Regions from separate parts of the Mus musculus genome. Here regions 2, 3, 4 and 5 are each linked to region 1. The links are chromatin contacts, called in public promoter capture Hi-C maps. All regions are on one chromosome and are shown on one strand. Each heading gives the region's core, a stretch centred on a gene start, on an enhancer-like site or on the middle of the called end of the contact. The rest is flanking DNA. Distances are from core to core; before and after follow the strand shown.

The links. Promoter capture Hi-C pulls out the DNA fragments that hold promoters and counts their contacts.
Region 2: a contact with region 1 is called in a promoter capture Hi-C map of embryonic stem cells, with 7 times the contacts expected there. The contact joins the promoter of Ankrd36 here to the promoter of Selenom in region 1. A contact is called at or near these places in 2 of 39 promoter capture datasets (embryonic stem cells and liver).
Region 3: a promoter capture Hi-C map of embryonic stem cells shows a contact between it and region 1, with 6 times the contacts expected there. The contact joins the promoter of Polm here to the promoter of Selenom in region 1. A contact is called at or near these places in 2 of 39 promoter capture datasets (embryonic stem cells and liver).
Region 4: a promoter capture Hi-C map of liver shows a contact between it and region 1, with 4 times the contacts expected there. The contact joins the promoter of Mrps24 here to the promoter of Selenom in region 1. A contact is called at or near these places in 2 of 39 promoter capture datasets (embryonic stem cells and liver).
Region 5: a contact with region 1 is called in a promoter capture Hi-C map of embryonic stem cells, with 7 times the contacts expected there. The contact joins the promoter of Xbp1 here to the promoter of Selenom in region 1. A contact is called at or near these places in 2 of 39 promoter capture datasets (embryonic stem cells and neutrophils).

Annotation. Positions count from the first base shown.
Region 1 is chr11:3,513,328-3,516,027 of GRCm38.p6, reverse strand. Selenom (selenoprotein M) reads right to left here and starts at 1,344. Exons shown (of 5, transcript NM_053267.3): 1 at 955-1,344. The coding sequence starts at 1,083.
Region 2 is chr11:5,568,327-5,571,026 of GRCm38.p6, reverse strand. It overlaps Ankrd36 (ankyrin repeat domain 36), which reads right to left and starts at 1,343. Exons shown (of 27, transcript NM_023816.3): 1 at 898-1,343. The coding sequence starts at 1,100. Gm39573 (a long non-coding RNA gene) reads left to right here and starts at 1,909. Exons shown (of 3, transcript XR_872233.1): 1 at 1,909-2,168; 2 at 2,298-2,700.
Region 3 is chr11:5,836,702-5,839,401 of GRCm38.p6, reverse strand. It overlaps Polm (polymerase (DNA directed), mu), which reads left to right and starts at 1,386. Exons shown (of 11, transcript NM_017401.2): 1 at 1,386-1,841. The coding sequence starts at 1,651.
Region 4 is chr11:5,706,386-5,709,085 of GRCm38.p6, reverse strand. Mrps24 (mitochondrial ribosomal protein S24) reads left to right here and starts at 1,385. Exons shown (of 4, transcript NM_026080.3): 1 at 1,385-1,462; 2 at 1,531-1,599; 3 at 1,677-1,788. The coding sequence starts at 1,424.
Region 5 is chr11:5,519,213-5,521,912 of GRCm38.p6, reverse strand. It overlaps Xbp1 (X-box binding protein 1), which reads right to left and starts at 1,272. Exons shown (of 6, transcript NM_001271730.1): 1 at 713-1,272. The coding sequence starts at 918.

The DNA.
Region 1 (2,700 bases), core at 95-2,594:
TGCATGTTATTGATAGCTGACCAATGCCCAGGAGACATGGGTTACGGCATTCTCCCTGTTGTCGGTAGAATTCTAACCCTGGCCTTTGGCCCTTGAGACGAAAGTCAGACTAGAAGGGAACAGCTCAGAACTACCCTAAGGGCCCTGTTAGAGGCACCTGCCATCTGGTCCCTACCCCACCCCATGCAGAGGCAGCCCTGCCAGCCACCTGTGGTTCAGCTTCAGGAACCATCTGGCTGATCTTCCCTAACTTGGGAGTATGGATGGTCCTTCTCTATTCCTGATGGGAGGCCGCAGCCCAACAGGAAGTCCAGACCTCCCTATTTCAGGCCTCCCTTACACTTCCTTTTGTTAATTTTTTTTTAAATTAAAAATAAACCAGCTAAGGCCCATGAAGAGTCTGCAAACATAGGAATCACTTAGGAAGACTCCAGGGGAGTCCTTTGGCCGGCAGGTGGTGGTGGTCCAGGGTGGCTGTGGACTGTTGGTATCTCATTTCCCTATCCTCTCCTCCAGCTCCAGCAGAGTACAGTGAGGGGAGGAGCTTAGGTCTTTTCTCCCCACCAGAAGAAAAGAGATTCTGGAATGCCAGGCACTAAGTCTGGGTGGGGGGAGAAATAATGGGGAAAGGTGAGGTTATCCTTAGAGAAGGTGGGTTCTAAGGGGCCAGTTTTCAAAAAATTATAGCCAGAGACCCACGGTAGGGCCAAGCCTGGAGCAGAGGCAAGGGTTCAGAGTGCCAGGCCACAAGGACGAGACTTCTTACTTCCACAGTAGATGCTGTTCATCATGCGGCTGGGAAATAAAAGGAATGATTCCCGGGCCGTGCAGGAGGGAAAGGGGGGGGGGGTGTTTCGGGAATTCTGGTATTCCTGAGGCCGGACTATATTCTTGGGATAAGGGGCAGCAAGGTTGTGGAACTGTCGTACTAAGGTTGGGAAAAGGCGCACTCACCTCCACCCGCCCCCTGGCCAGGCCTCGAAGACGGTTCCAATCCGGTCGGTAGTTGGTGGTGGAGGTGGCTGGAGCCACAAGGGCTGCAAGAAGCAGCAGCAGCGACGGCGGCGACAGTAGGATGCTCATCTGTGCCTGGCAGGAGACGTTCCGCAGGCTGCACCCAAACTCGGCCGCTGCGCCACGTCTGGCCCGCAAGCTGGCCCCGCCCAAGCCAAAAGCTCCGCCCAGCCATAAACCACGCCCCCAGAGCTAGAAACAGCCCCACTGACATCCCACCCAAATCGGGTGGTTGCCTCCCACTAACCCCCATCCCTGTCTCAGCTACTCTCTGGTCCTCCAGACTTCATGTTCCCAGTTCTCACAATCTCCATATTGCATTTGCCCACTAAGTGTGAAACGCTCCCGCAGGATGCCAGGAGACAGCACTACTTCGCGTCACCAGAGGGCGCAGGAGGTTCGCAGATGGACACAAGGATTTCTGGGTCAGAGAGTTAAGATAAGGAAGCAGGAACCTAGGAGATCTCCTTTATACGCTTTTGATGTCTTTGAACGAAATTCCGATCAAAGCTTCAATTCCCCAAAGCACACGTTGTAAGCGAGGACCATTACCTACGCCCCGCTCAAGAAAGCTCAGAGGGTAAAAGCGCTTGTTATGACAGCCTGACTCCTGAGTTTTATCCCTGAAACCTAAAAAAAAGTGAAAGAAAAACAGCAATTCCCACAAGTTGTGCTCTGTCCTCCACAGGCGTCCCCAACCGCTCACCATGGCATGTCCGTGCCTGTACAGGCACACGCGGTGCACACACACATATAATAATAATAATAAATATAAATTCTTACAAAGGAATACTACCTATCCTTTTTTACCTAGAAAAGGCTGGGAGGGTTAATATACACAATGCATCTCATTAGAACAGTATCTGGTCAGAGATGGTACACACCAATCTCCTACTGTCCTTGAACTCAAAGCAATACTCTTCACTCAACCTCCTGAGGGCAGGGTGATTAGGACAGACTCTGGCTGTGTTACCTTCCATTATTAGCTCTTCCCCTTCCTCATCACAACGGCCCCCTCCAGCAATGAACTCCGTTTTGCAGATTAGGAACTGTTTCAGAAATGTAAAATAGGCCAATTCATAGATCTGGATTTGAGCCCCAAACACCTCTGTGGATCATCTCCCTGGACCAAGGAGGAAACAGGTGGCACTCCATGTCCTCATGCCTTCAGCAGACACAGCAAGTACAATCAGTTTTTTGTCACCCTGGATTTAACCAGTCTCAAGTTGGAAATATTAGGAAGTAAAAACTGCCTCTGTACTGAACATGTACAGACTCTTTTCTTGTTGTTATTCCAACCAATAGAGCATTACAACTATTTATAGCATCTGTATTGTATTAGGTGTTATAAATTATCTAGAAATGATAGAAAGTACAAGATCAGGCCACACGGGCTTTAGGAAAATACTAAGCCATTTTATCTATGGATTTGAGCATCCTCATATTTCGAGTTTTGGTATGGAAGTGTGCCCTGGAACCAATCCCTGGCAGACAGCAAGAACACGCTGTGCCCTTTCCCACAGGATTCAGAGAACCTTGTCAACACTGAGCCAACGCTGCTTGTGATCCAAGGTATTTTTACCTTTCTGGGCTTATTCCACCACTTTTAAAATGCGCATTAAAAATGGGGCGGGGAGAACCATCAGCAGATAGTTCCATGACTATAGGCACTTGCTGCCAAGTCTG
Region 2 (2,700 bases), core at 94-2,593, 2.1 Mb before region 1:
GTGCAATGTGAGGAGGCAGCTCACACTTTTCGGAAGCAGAATAGCCGGTTTTGACATTCTTTTTTCTATTTAGCAGTGCTAAGAAAGAGCAGTTAAACATGGAGGACCCCGAAGGAGAGGGCATTGCAAGAGACACGGGAAAATTTGCAAAGGAAGATTGGGAACGTGTTGTTGACTGCGGTCGTCCTGAACTAGGGACCACATTGGCAAGCTCCAAGGCTTTGATGGTCTCTTAAGATGTGAAGGCCACCAGTGGACCATCTGCTTCTGCATCAAGGAAGCAACCGAAGCTAATGGAGCACCTGTGGGAACTTTGGAGCTTCACGTACTATGTAATGAAGATGGATGCTAATCAAACTAGCCCACTTCAGGGCCAGGCGAACTAATGGATGAATCAGCATTGGTTAATAAAGATGGCTACCCTGAATAACTGGACGTGAAGCCCTGCTGACACTCCAGCCTCCGTGTAAGGTCCCTCAATAAATAACTTATAGTCCTCCGTTACCGTGAAATAAAAAGAATATGGAATTTTATTGAATGAACTTCCTTAGGACCCATCGCATTATTAACTTTTTCCATGTGCAGGAGAAATCACATTTAAATTGTCAAGAGTCTTCTAAAAACAGAATTATATGGGGTTTGGAAACCGACTAAACTAAATGAGTTTAGTTTTTTATTTGCTTCTCATGAAGAGTGTCTGGGCTCTGGACCCATCCAGGGTTTCAGATGCTGAGGCACCTGTGGTAGGAAGAAAGGCTAGCACCTCCTGTTAAAGCAGGCCTTAGCCTCCCTTCTCCACTCCCGAGGCCAAGATCAGTTTCCTCTCCTTAGGCCCTGCTGCCACTCATTTACCCCTGTTCTGGGCCACCTCCCAGCTCCCACCCCGCACCCTCTAACCTTTTCTTCCGGTCTGTAACGTTCACGTCAATATCCCCAAATTCGAGCATCTTCTGCACTTGGGGTATGTCCCCCACGCTTGCAGCTTTGTGGATCCTTTTCACAGGCATGTACCCAGTGAGGTACCTGGGAGGTTCTTGGTTCTCAGCATGCCTAAAGCTCAGAAAGCCCCAAGGCGAGTGACCCTTGAAGATCTTCTTCATGGCTCAGACTGTGGCCCTTCACCCTATCTCTACCCCTCCAAAACTCAGTGTTTATAACGCCTTCCTCCCTCCCAGTAACAACCTCGGTGCTCACAGCAAACCAGTTCTTTCAAGTCCCAGTCTTAGCCACCGCCAGCCAGTCCCAAAAGAGAGCCAACCAAGTCTCAGAATCTCGCCAGGATGCGCCCACAAAAGAGCCCCAAGGTTTAGCATCCCTCCACCTCTTAGGCAGTTGGCAGGACTGTCGTTGCCCAGCAACACCGTGTGCACGTGCTCCAGAGACCCACCCCCCACTCCCCAGGCAACCAATCAAAGCACGTAGCCAACAGTGCTCAGCACGCATGTGAGGCTCAAGAGCAACTGTGCCTTCAAGCATCAAACGTGTGCACCACTAGGCAGATGGTCCCGATGCTTAAGGCCTACTCAGTCTTGAAACATAACTCCCTTTAGATAGATCTACAGGCCTCTAAAGTCTAGTCTCCAAGAAAACCTTCCTCAGAATTCGAACTTGAGGCCAGCATCATCTTGCATGCCCAGCCAGACTGGGTGACCGTAGTAGGACCCTTTCCTAACAAGCAAGCAAGCAAACGAAGAAATCTCAGAATCTCCATATGTTTACACACACCCCTACCCCCGCTCCCAGAGACTAGCAATTGCAATAATAGAATGCTGCATTAGTGGTTTCGTAGACGGTGACAGTATTTGTGGTGGTGTGCGTGCTGGTGTGGAGGGAGCTGCACACTGTCCAGATAAAATGAGATCATGCGTCTGCTGCCTCTCGCCCACTTATTTGCTCCTCAGCATGGTCTCTGCTCGATGTTTTTTCCTCTTTAAATCTTCAGGGTTTATTTGGATCACTGTGTAATATTTCAAACTTTACCTTTTGATTGACTGTTGTCTCAGAAATCTCTTTCCATTTATGTTAGAATGACACTTTAGGCAGCTGGATCCTGTGTCATAGCCTTGCCCCATTGTCCTGGTCCTCCCTCTCCCTCTCCCCCTCCTCCTGGTTCTACATTTCTCCCATCTTTCTGGCCACCACACACCAACTCCTCATGTATACTACTGGTGAGTAGCAGTTTCCAGCCAGGATTTGACTGAATCTCTAATTCTCTGCCCTAGTTTTTGGCTAATATCTTCTCCACATTCTGTATTCTTTACTGTGTATTTGCCTTCCACTTGCAATCTCCCCTCCAGATCCCATCGTCTGCCTGGGCCCTGTCTCACACTTCCTAGGTGCCATCGACGACAGAAGCAGGATCCAAATTCACTGCTACCCCTAGCTCCAGACCATGCAGATCATCCATGCTGTTACCCAAAAATCAACGGTGCCCAGGAGGGTCGAAGTAGAGAATGTAACACCCACCCCGCTCTGCATCTGCCCTGCTTCACAAAGAAAGACCCAAGAGATGAGCAGTGGTGAAGTAGCCTGCATTAACACTGTGAAGGAGCCTCAGAGGAAGAGATCCAGACCTGACCACTAGCCCCACCATGTGAGGAGCAAGTGTACCCCTGTATGAGCAAGCATTCTCAATATGAGCGCCATGGTCAGGTTAAAGAGGACAACTGCTGCCCCCCTTCCCCCCCGCGATTCATGAGA
Region 3 (2,700 bases), core at 137-2,636, 2.3 Mb before region 1:
TTGGTTGTGCTCCTTAGATCACAAAAATCTTCCAATGGGGCTGGAGAGATAGCTTGGGAGTTAAGAGCACTTGCTGCTCTTGCAGAGAGCCCAGGTTCAGTTCCCAGCCATCTTTAACTGCAGTTCAAGATCTCTGCCCGCACCAGGCATACACGTGGTGTACATGCATGCATTCAGGCAAAACAATTAAGCACATAATTAAAAAAAAATTTTTTTAAGGGGCTAGAGAGATGACTTATTGGTTAAGAGCACTTGTTCCTGCTGAGGACCTGAGTTAGATTCCCAGCATTCACAGGGGCAGCGGCTCACAAATGTTCTTAACTCAAGTTCCAAGGATCTGAAACATTCTCACTCGACGGCACCAAACATGTACGTGGGGTACAGCTACACATGCAAGTAAAACACGAAGACACAGAAAATAAAAATAAATACATCTAATAAATATTTTTAAAAATTAAAAAAAATCGAGTGTCACTAATATAGCTTTGGTTTCTTTTTCGGATTTAAATGATTGCTGATCCGTCTGAGATCTGCTTAATGTTAAGCAGTTTGTAAGGGGGCCAATTTTTTTTTTTTTTTTTTGACTATGGCATAATGGGGCATAGGAACATTTCTGACAAAAGATCCAGTGAAATAACTGAACAAAGGGTATCAATCAGGACTCAAAATCCTTCCTAATGTAACTATAAAGGAATTTTAATAAGTTTAATCTATAAAATCCATAAATAATGCTGTTCCAGATGAAGAGCCACTGGAATTATTTTTCTTCAATCGGGGAAAAAGGGCACATAGAAACCATTTCTGTTCACTTCCACTGGGATCTAGTCTTTTTTTTTTTTTCCCCAATTTTTTATTAGGTGTTTTCTTACTTTACATTTCAAATGCTATCCCGAAAGTCCCCTATACCCTCCCCCGCCCTGTTCCCCTACCCACTCACTCCCACTTCTTGGCCCTGGTGTTCCCCTGTACTGAGGCATATAAAGTTTGCAAGACCAAGGGGCCTCTCTTCCCAATGATGGCCGACTAAGCCATCTTCCGCTACATATGCAGCTAGAGACATGAGATCTGGGAGTACTGGTTAGTTCATATTATTGTTCCAACCTATAGGGTTGCAGACTTAACTTTCCAAATGGAACGCCAGCTGTCCCAATGCTGTTCGTTACATTGGAAAACGTTTTCACCCTCCACCAGCTCACATGTATACTACTCAAACTCCGTTCCCCTCTGCATACCCAGGGGAAGTGGCGTGGGCGCTCTGTCACCAGCAGAGGCAGTGGAGGGTTATCCAGGACTTCTCATATGGCCAGGATAACCTGAGACCCCGCCCTCGGGGGCGAGGAAGAGAGGCCGAGACTCCGCCCCCGAGAGGAGAAAAGTGCCCGCCCAGTACGAGGCGAAGCCCCGCCTACGGGCCCAGGCTACTCTAAGGTCTGGGAAACCACTGGGGCTTTCTATGAGAGTAGTTCAAATAAGAATCCTCGGGCGTTATTTGCATAGAACTGGGGCTTCCGATGGGAAGCCAAAAGCATCCTAGAGGGCGTCTCGTTTGCATAGAGCAGACACCACTTCCTCTCTCCTCCTTCCGCCTTCTTTCATGACCCTGCCTTCCTTCGTTCTGCGGCTTCCTGTGCTTCCAGAGTTGGTGCCCAGATGCTTCCGAAGCGACGGCGAGTGCGAGCTGGGTCCCCACACAGCGCGGTAGCCTCTTCCACGCCGCCCTCGGTGGTGCGCTTCCCGGATGTGGCCATCTACCTTGCGGAGCCGCGAATGGGCCGCAGCCGCCGGGCCTTCCTCACCCGCCTGGCGCGGTCCAAAGGCTTCCGCGTCCTAGATGCTTACAGGTGTGCGGCTCCCGGGAGGCCCCGATGGTGGTGGGATGCCATCCCCCTCCGGGAGCTGGTGTAATTGTGCCCGTCACCCCAGGGTAGGGACTTACTGTGGCCCAGGGCGGGAGCTGGCGCGCAGCTGTGACAGCAAGCAGCACCTGCGGCTTTGGGTTCCAAGCCAGCCTCGGTACTTCGCGGTTGCGGTACGGTCTCCAACCCGGAGTTCCTCTTTTTGAAAGGATGCCATCGAGTCAGAGGCTTCTTAAAGAGCTATAAAAGAAAGAATGGTTAGTGAGAAATATTTGCTAGCTGCATTCCCTCCAATGAGCCAGCGGTCAAAGATGTCCTGAGTTTGCAGACGTCACCAACTAGCTCCAGTAGAGAAAATGCCCAGGGCAGTGGAGTAACTGAGATTGAGGAGACTAAAGGAGCCTGTGCCCGTGTAGCTGGCTAGTTTGTTTGCAACTAACTCCTCCCTCCACAAATGAAACATTCTTTTTGTTTGTTTGTTTTGTTTTTTTTCGAGACAGGGTTTCTCTGTGTAGCCCTGGCTGTCCTGGAACTCACTCTGTAGACCAGGCTGGCCTCGAACTCAGAAATTTGCCTGCCTCTGCCTTCCAAGTGCTGGGATTAAAGACGTGCGCCACCACGCCCGGCTCAAGACTACACTTAAAAGAGTAGAGATAACAATTTGGATTTCGTGTGGCTCTACATTCTTACCACAGCCTGACAAGGTGGCCTGCATTGGATTTTCCCAGTGTAAAGGAAATATAAATACGATGCTTTCCAAGTACATACAACAAGAGTCTGCCTACTGGGGTTTGAATAAATAGGGCAAAATTCTTGTGTCTTAAAATCTTAGCAGAATGGTATG
Region 4 (2,700 bases), core at 136-2,635, 2.2 Mb before region 1:
CAGGGTTTATTTACTCTGTAGCCTTGGAGCCTGGAGCTCCATATGTAGACCTTGAACTGATAAAAGATCCATCTGCCTCTGCCTTCCAAGCACTGACATTAGAGTGTAAGTGTCCACTCCCATGGATGCTTTGAAGGAGTTCCCAGCCAGGTGTGGTGGCACACCCCTCATCCCAGCACTTCAGAGGCAGAAAAGGTGGATCTTTGTGACTTTGAGGCCAGCCTGGTCTATAAATTGAGTCCAGAATTTGTTACACAGAGAGCCCTTGTCTCAAAAACAAAAACAAACAAAACAAAACAGTCCCCCAAAACAAAAAACCAAAGCAAAACAAAAAATCCCTTCATTCAATATTTTGTTATAATGAGAGTCAGACTCTAGAGTCCATGTGCTTTCTTTAGTAGAGTGAGTTCTTCACGATTCTATTCCCCCCTTGCCATTAATAATTACTCAATAATAATTACAACGACATTGCTCTAGCCTCATAAATTTCCTTGCCATTTAAAATTTTCTTCCTTGGGTGGCTCCACCGCAGAAATAGACCCTCAACACACTGCCTCTTTACTTTAAATGATTAGGAGCCAACCCAGCAACCCCTTTTCTGGGATCTGCTCAGCATGAAGGCAAATGACTATTCCCAGCCCAAAGGAGGCTGACGCTGTCATATTGGATATTCCTGGAGAGTACGCGGTCTCAGGTAGGAGCACAAGCACGGAACAGCGGGGCCTGAGGGCCGGCGCGTTTTCTCTTCAATTCTCTAGAGGACATTGAAGCTGTTTCTACCACCTCTCTATGAGGATAAAAACTTCATGGCTTTTGTTTGTTTGTTCTGTTTTGCCAGAACGGGTTTCTCTCTGTAACTCAGACTCTCCAGGAACTCGCTTTGTAGACCGGACTAGGCTGGAATTCAGAGACCCACCTGCCTCGGCCACCCGAGTGCGGGGATTAAAGGCGTGCGCCACCATGTCCAGCTACACCTCAGTTTTGTTTTTTTTTTTTTTTTTTTTTTTTTTTTTTAAAGATTTATTTATTTATTATATGTAAGTACATTGTAGCTGTCTTCAGACACTCCAGAAGAGGGAGTCAGATCTCGTTAGGGATGGTTGTGAGCCACCATGTGGTTGCTGGGATTTGAACTCTGGACCTTCGGAAGAGCAGTCGGGTGCTCTAACCCACTGAGCCATCTCACCAGCCCCACACCTCAGTTTTATATCACCAAATTTTCGCATTTAAAACCCAACACCAGGTCCGACCAAGGACTAGCTGACAGTATCAGGAAAATTGCAGGACGTCCCACACTCCGACCCACGCCACGCCCTCTCCCTCGCCACGCCCCGCCCCCGCCCGTGTTCCCGTTAGTTCCTGCTCTGAGGCCCCGCCTTCCTGCGGCTGCGCACTGACGCGTCCCGGGTCGCGCCGGCCCAAGATGGCGTGGTCCGCGTCGGTGCGCGGGCTAGGGCAGCGGGTGAGTGGGCCGCGGGCGGGAGGGCTGGGGCGCCATCCGGTGTCCGCTCACTCCCCGCCTCTCCGCAGGTGCTGGCCTGCAGCCGGGAGCTGCCTGGCGCCTGGCGCACCCTGCACACCTCCGCGGTCTGCGCCAAGGTGAGTGCGGCGGCCGGGTCTGGGGGCCGCGAGGGCGGCTGGGCTGGGTCTCCCCGTGACCGCACCTTCGCTCCTAGAATCGGGCGGCGCGAGTCCGCGTGGCCAAGGGGAACAAGCCGGTGAGCTACGAGGAGGCGCACGCCCCGCACTACATCGCACACCGAAAGGGCTGGCTGTCGCTGCACACAGGTGAGGGCGCCTGGGAAGGACTGCCACCCTGGTGGCACGGGTCACTCTTGAACGTACTCTTCAAGGCAAAGAGCCGAACTTTTGGGTGGGAGGCCGGGCGTGACGGCGAACGCGCTCGGGAGGCCGATCTTGAGTTTAAGGCCAGGTAAGGTTACTTACTGAGACCCTGTCACATTTAGTTAGGGGACTGGAAAGATTGCTAAATGCTGTGCCGCTCTAGCATGAGGGTGCAGCCTAGCTCCTAAATGAGCACTTGGTGCCACAGCTCAAGGGGTGTGAGGGTGAAGGAGATATTTGGTTCTTGGGGGTCACTGGCCAGCCAGTCTTGGAAGAGCAGCTGTTTTGCTAGAAAATAAACGAGCAGCAAATAGTGATAGAGGAAAAACATTGGCTGTTAACCCCTGGTCTTCTCCATGCGTCTGTCAAGGGAGCAAGCCTGCACACACACTGTACATGTTACCGACAACAGAACATATGAGTGATGGGCATATTAGGATGGTGAAAGAAAGGAATTCTTGCATATTGAAAGGAATTTGAATATTTCTTGCTAAAGTCTCATTTGAGCCTCCATAGAACAGTATTTGCATGCTTACAAACAAGGTTTGACAGTGCTTTTTTGGCAAGCCATAATTTACAGATGTGTAATAGCCCGGAGGCGATGCGGTAGTGAAGTCTACATAGGATCCTAGACCTGGAAGAGTGTGCCCTATGTAATGCGGTGTTCACCCAAGTACAAAACTGCAGGAATGTGCTACAGTCTTCATGGCTCACAGAACCCGTATTTTTAGGCTTTTTTTTTCTCCCCCTACTTCCTATTTTGTATTTTTCTTGTTCATTTCCATTTCAGTATGCATGTTGTGTGTGTATATGTATGGATGTGTTCAGTTTGTCTGAGTCAGCCCTCTCCTACCA
Region 5 (2,700 bases), core at 23-2,522, 2.0 Mb before region 1:
AGACAGGGAACATAACTGAGTCATCTCCAGCTTTCATGTGTCTTCATTTGTAGACGTGGCCAGCTGGTGCTTTCGTTGACTTTACAGAATAAGGCTTAGCAAGTAAACACGCTTAAAGCTCCTATCAAAACGCACACGCACACGCATACACACGCTGCTTTCTATCCACAGGCCTTGAAGACTTGCTTGATTCTCTCCCGTGCGGCTGTCCACCCGGATCTCATTTTACCACCGGGCTGATACATTCCCGTTGCGTCATATGCTTCTTCCCTCCTCCCCCGCTACTTTCTGGGTCCAATTCCGTCCCACAGGCTCCTTGCTAGAGCGATATCCGTGAAGGCGGCGGGGACGCTACCAACTGTCCCTCCCCAAGCCAAACTCTCGGGATGCCGGACGCTGTGGACTCGGTTCCCAGGGTGGGGTTCCCAAGTGGCTGCAATGACAGCTGGAGCGGTTCCTACCCTACGACCACAAAGAGCGAGCATTTACAGAGGACTGGGCGTCGGGCACCTTCTTCTGTGCCTGTGTCGGGAGCTCCTGCACACACCCCCGACGCAGACCTTCGGAGGGGCATCCCCCTCAGCTCCGCTTCCCAGGTTAGACACTAGAGGTGAATCTAACCCACCGTACGGAGCCCACCAGCTGGCACACACGAGAGAGTCCCAATCCCAGTCCTGCCGCCCCGCGCCCCAGCCTTGCCCGCCGGGCCCACCTCCGCAGCGCTTTCTCCTCCGGGCTCAGGTGCGTGAGCCGCTGCCGCTTGCGAGCCTGCGGTGTCCCGCTCGCCTCCGACCCTGCTGCCCGCGGACCGGGTACCATGAGCGGCAGCGCCCGGCCGCCGGAGGCGGGCTGGCCAGATAAGAGTAGCACTTTGGGGGCCGCCGTGGCCGCGCTCGGCGCCGCTGCCACCACCACCATAGCCAGGAAACGTCTACGCCAGCGCCGCCACCGCCCCGTGGCCTCCTGCCGCGCCCAGCCTTTCTAGGGTCGTGGCCGTCCGCGATTGGCCGGTGCTCCGTGACGCGCGGGTATATTCATCACTTATTGGTCCTGTAGTCCCGGGGGCGGGCTCAACTCGGGCGGGGTGAGTGTCCAGCGTGGCTGCACAGCTGTTCTCCGCCGTGCAAACTGGGCCTTAGGGTGGATGGACGGTGGCGACCACTGGTTGCTGGAGTCCAAGGATCTTCGGCAGACGTCCCCACCCCGGCTGAGGATTGCCAGGCTGTCCTCTCAGGCCAGATTTCCAGACCGAGTCTCACGGTTTTACCCTAGCCCGACCCCATTTTAATGTCCGGCGCTACGTCCCCCGTCCCGTCCCCCCCCCCCCCCCACTTCCCAGTACAGCAGAAAATTGAACTGGTGGCATATCCGGCTTAGGGTTAGCGGACACACACACACACCTGGGAAATTTTCACAAAATGAGTCTTTAGAAAATGAGATGATTGCAAAACTAAATGTAGCAGGGTAGTACTCACTTGTAATCTCAGCACTTTATTGCCAGTTTGAGAGCAGCCTGGGCTACATAGGGAGGTCTAGCTAGGCCAGCTGGGGCTATAGATCAAACCCTATTTCATATAAATTAATTGATATAAATTAATAACTTTAAAAGAAAACACTAGAGCCTTGGCTAGCATGTAGTAAGGGATTAGTAAATAAAGTCTGCATAGTGAGAATACATGTGGTTTCGTTTTTCTTCTTATTTCTGATCTCTTCTGGTATGAGCTTTTATCACTGTTGTCTTTGTTTTGCTGTGCTGGAGCCAGACCCCAGAACCTAATGCTCTAGCACTCCACTATTCCCCTTTACTGTGGAACTAGAGATACCACTGAGCTATATATACCTCCAGACTTTAGTATTCCTTTCATTAGGGAATGGGAGTGAGGAGGGGGTGGAAATAGGTTTCAGGGGATGGGATGGGGTGGGGGAGAGTGTACTCTTCTATTGCTTTCCGCCTTATAAGAGTCAGTGCACTTGAAGCTTGCCCCTGAGGCTATGCTGGCTGGCCATTACACCTCCATGGTCTGCTTGTCTCTGCTCTCTGCCACTGGGGTTACGATCAGGCTCAGCCTTGCCAACCTTTCACCTGGGTGCTGGGCGTTTTTCACCTACACAGCCACCCCTACATTAGTATTTTTTTTCCTTTTCCTATTTCCAATAATTTATTTTTTATTCACTTTATATCCCAATCATAGCCCCCTCTTCCTAGTCCCACCCTTACAAATCCCCCCCCCCCATTGCTCCCTCCCCTTCTCCTTAGAGAATACCTCTTTGATACCACCCTACCCTGGGACATCTAGTCTCAGCAGGACTAGGTACAACATCTCCCATTGAGGCCCAACCAGGCAGTCCAGGGAGGCGGAGGGGATCCAATGGCAGGGAACAGAGACCAAGATAGCTCCACTCCACTTGTTAGGGGACCCACATACAGACCAGGCTGCACGTTTGCTACAGATGGGGGTGGGGGGGATAAGTTCAGCTCCTGTAGGTTTCCTTGTCAGTGGCCCAGGCTCTGTGAGCCCCCATGGTCCCAGGTTAGTTGACTCTGTATGTCTCCTTGGGGCATCCTTGACCCCCTTCCACTGCTCAGTTCTATTCCCATCTCTTCCACAAGACTCCCAGCTCAACTCAATGCTTAGCTGTGGGTCTCTGCATCTGTCTCCATCTGCTACTGGATGAAGCCTCTCGGAAGACAGTTATGCT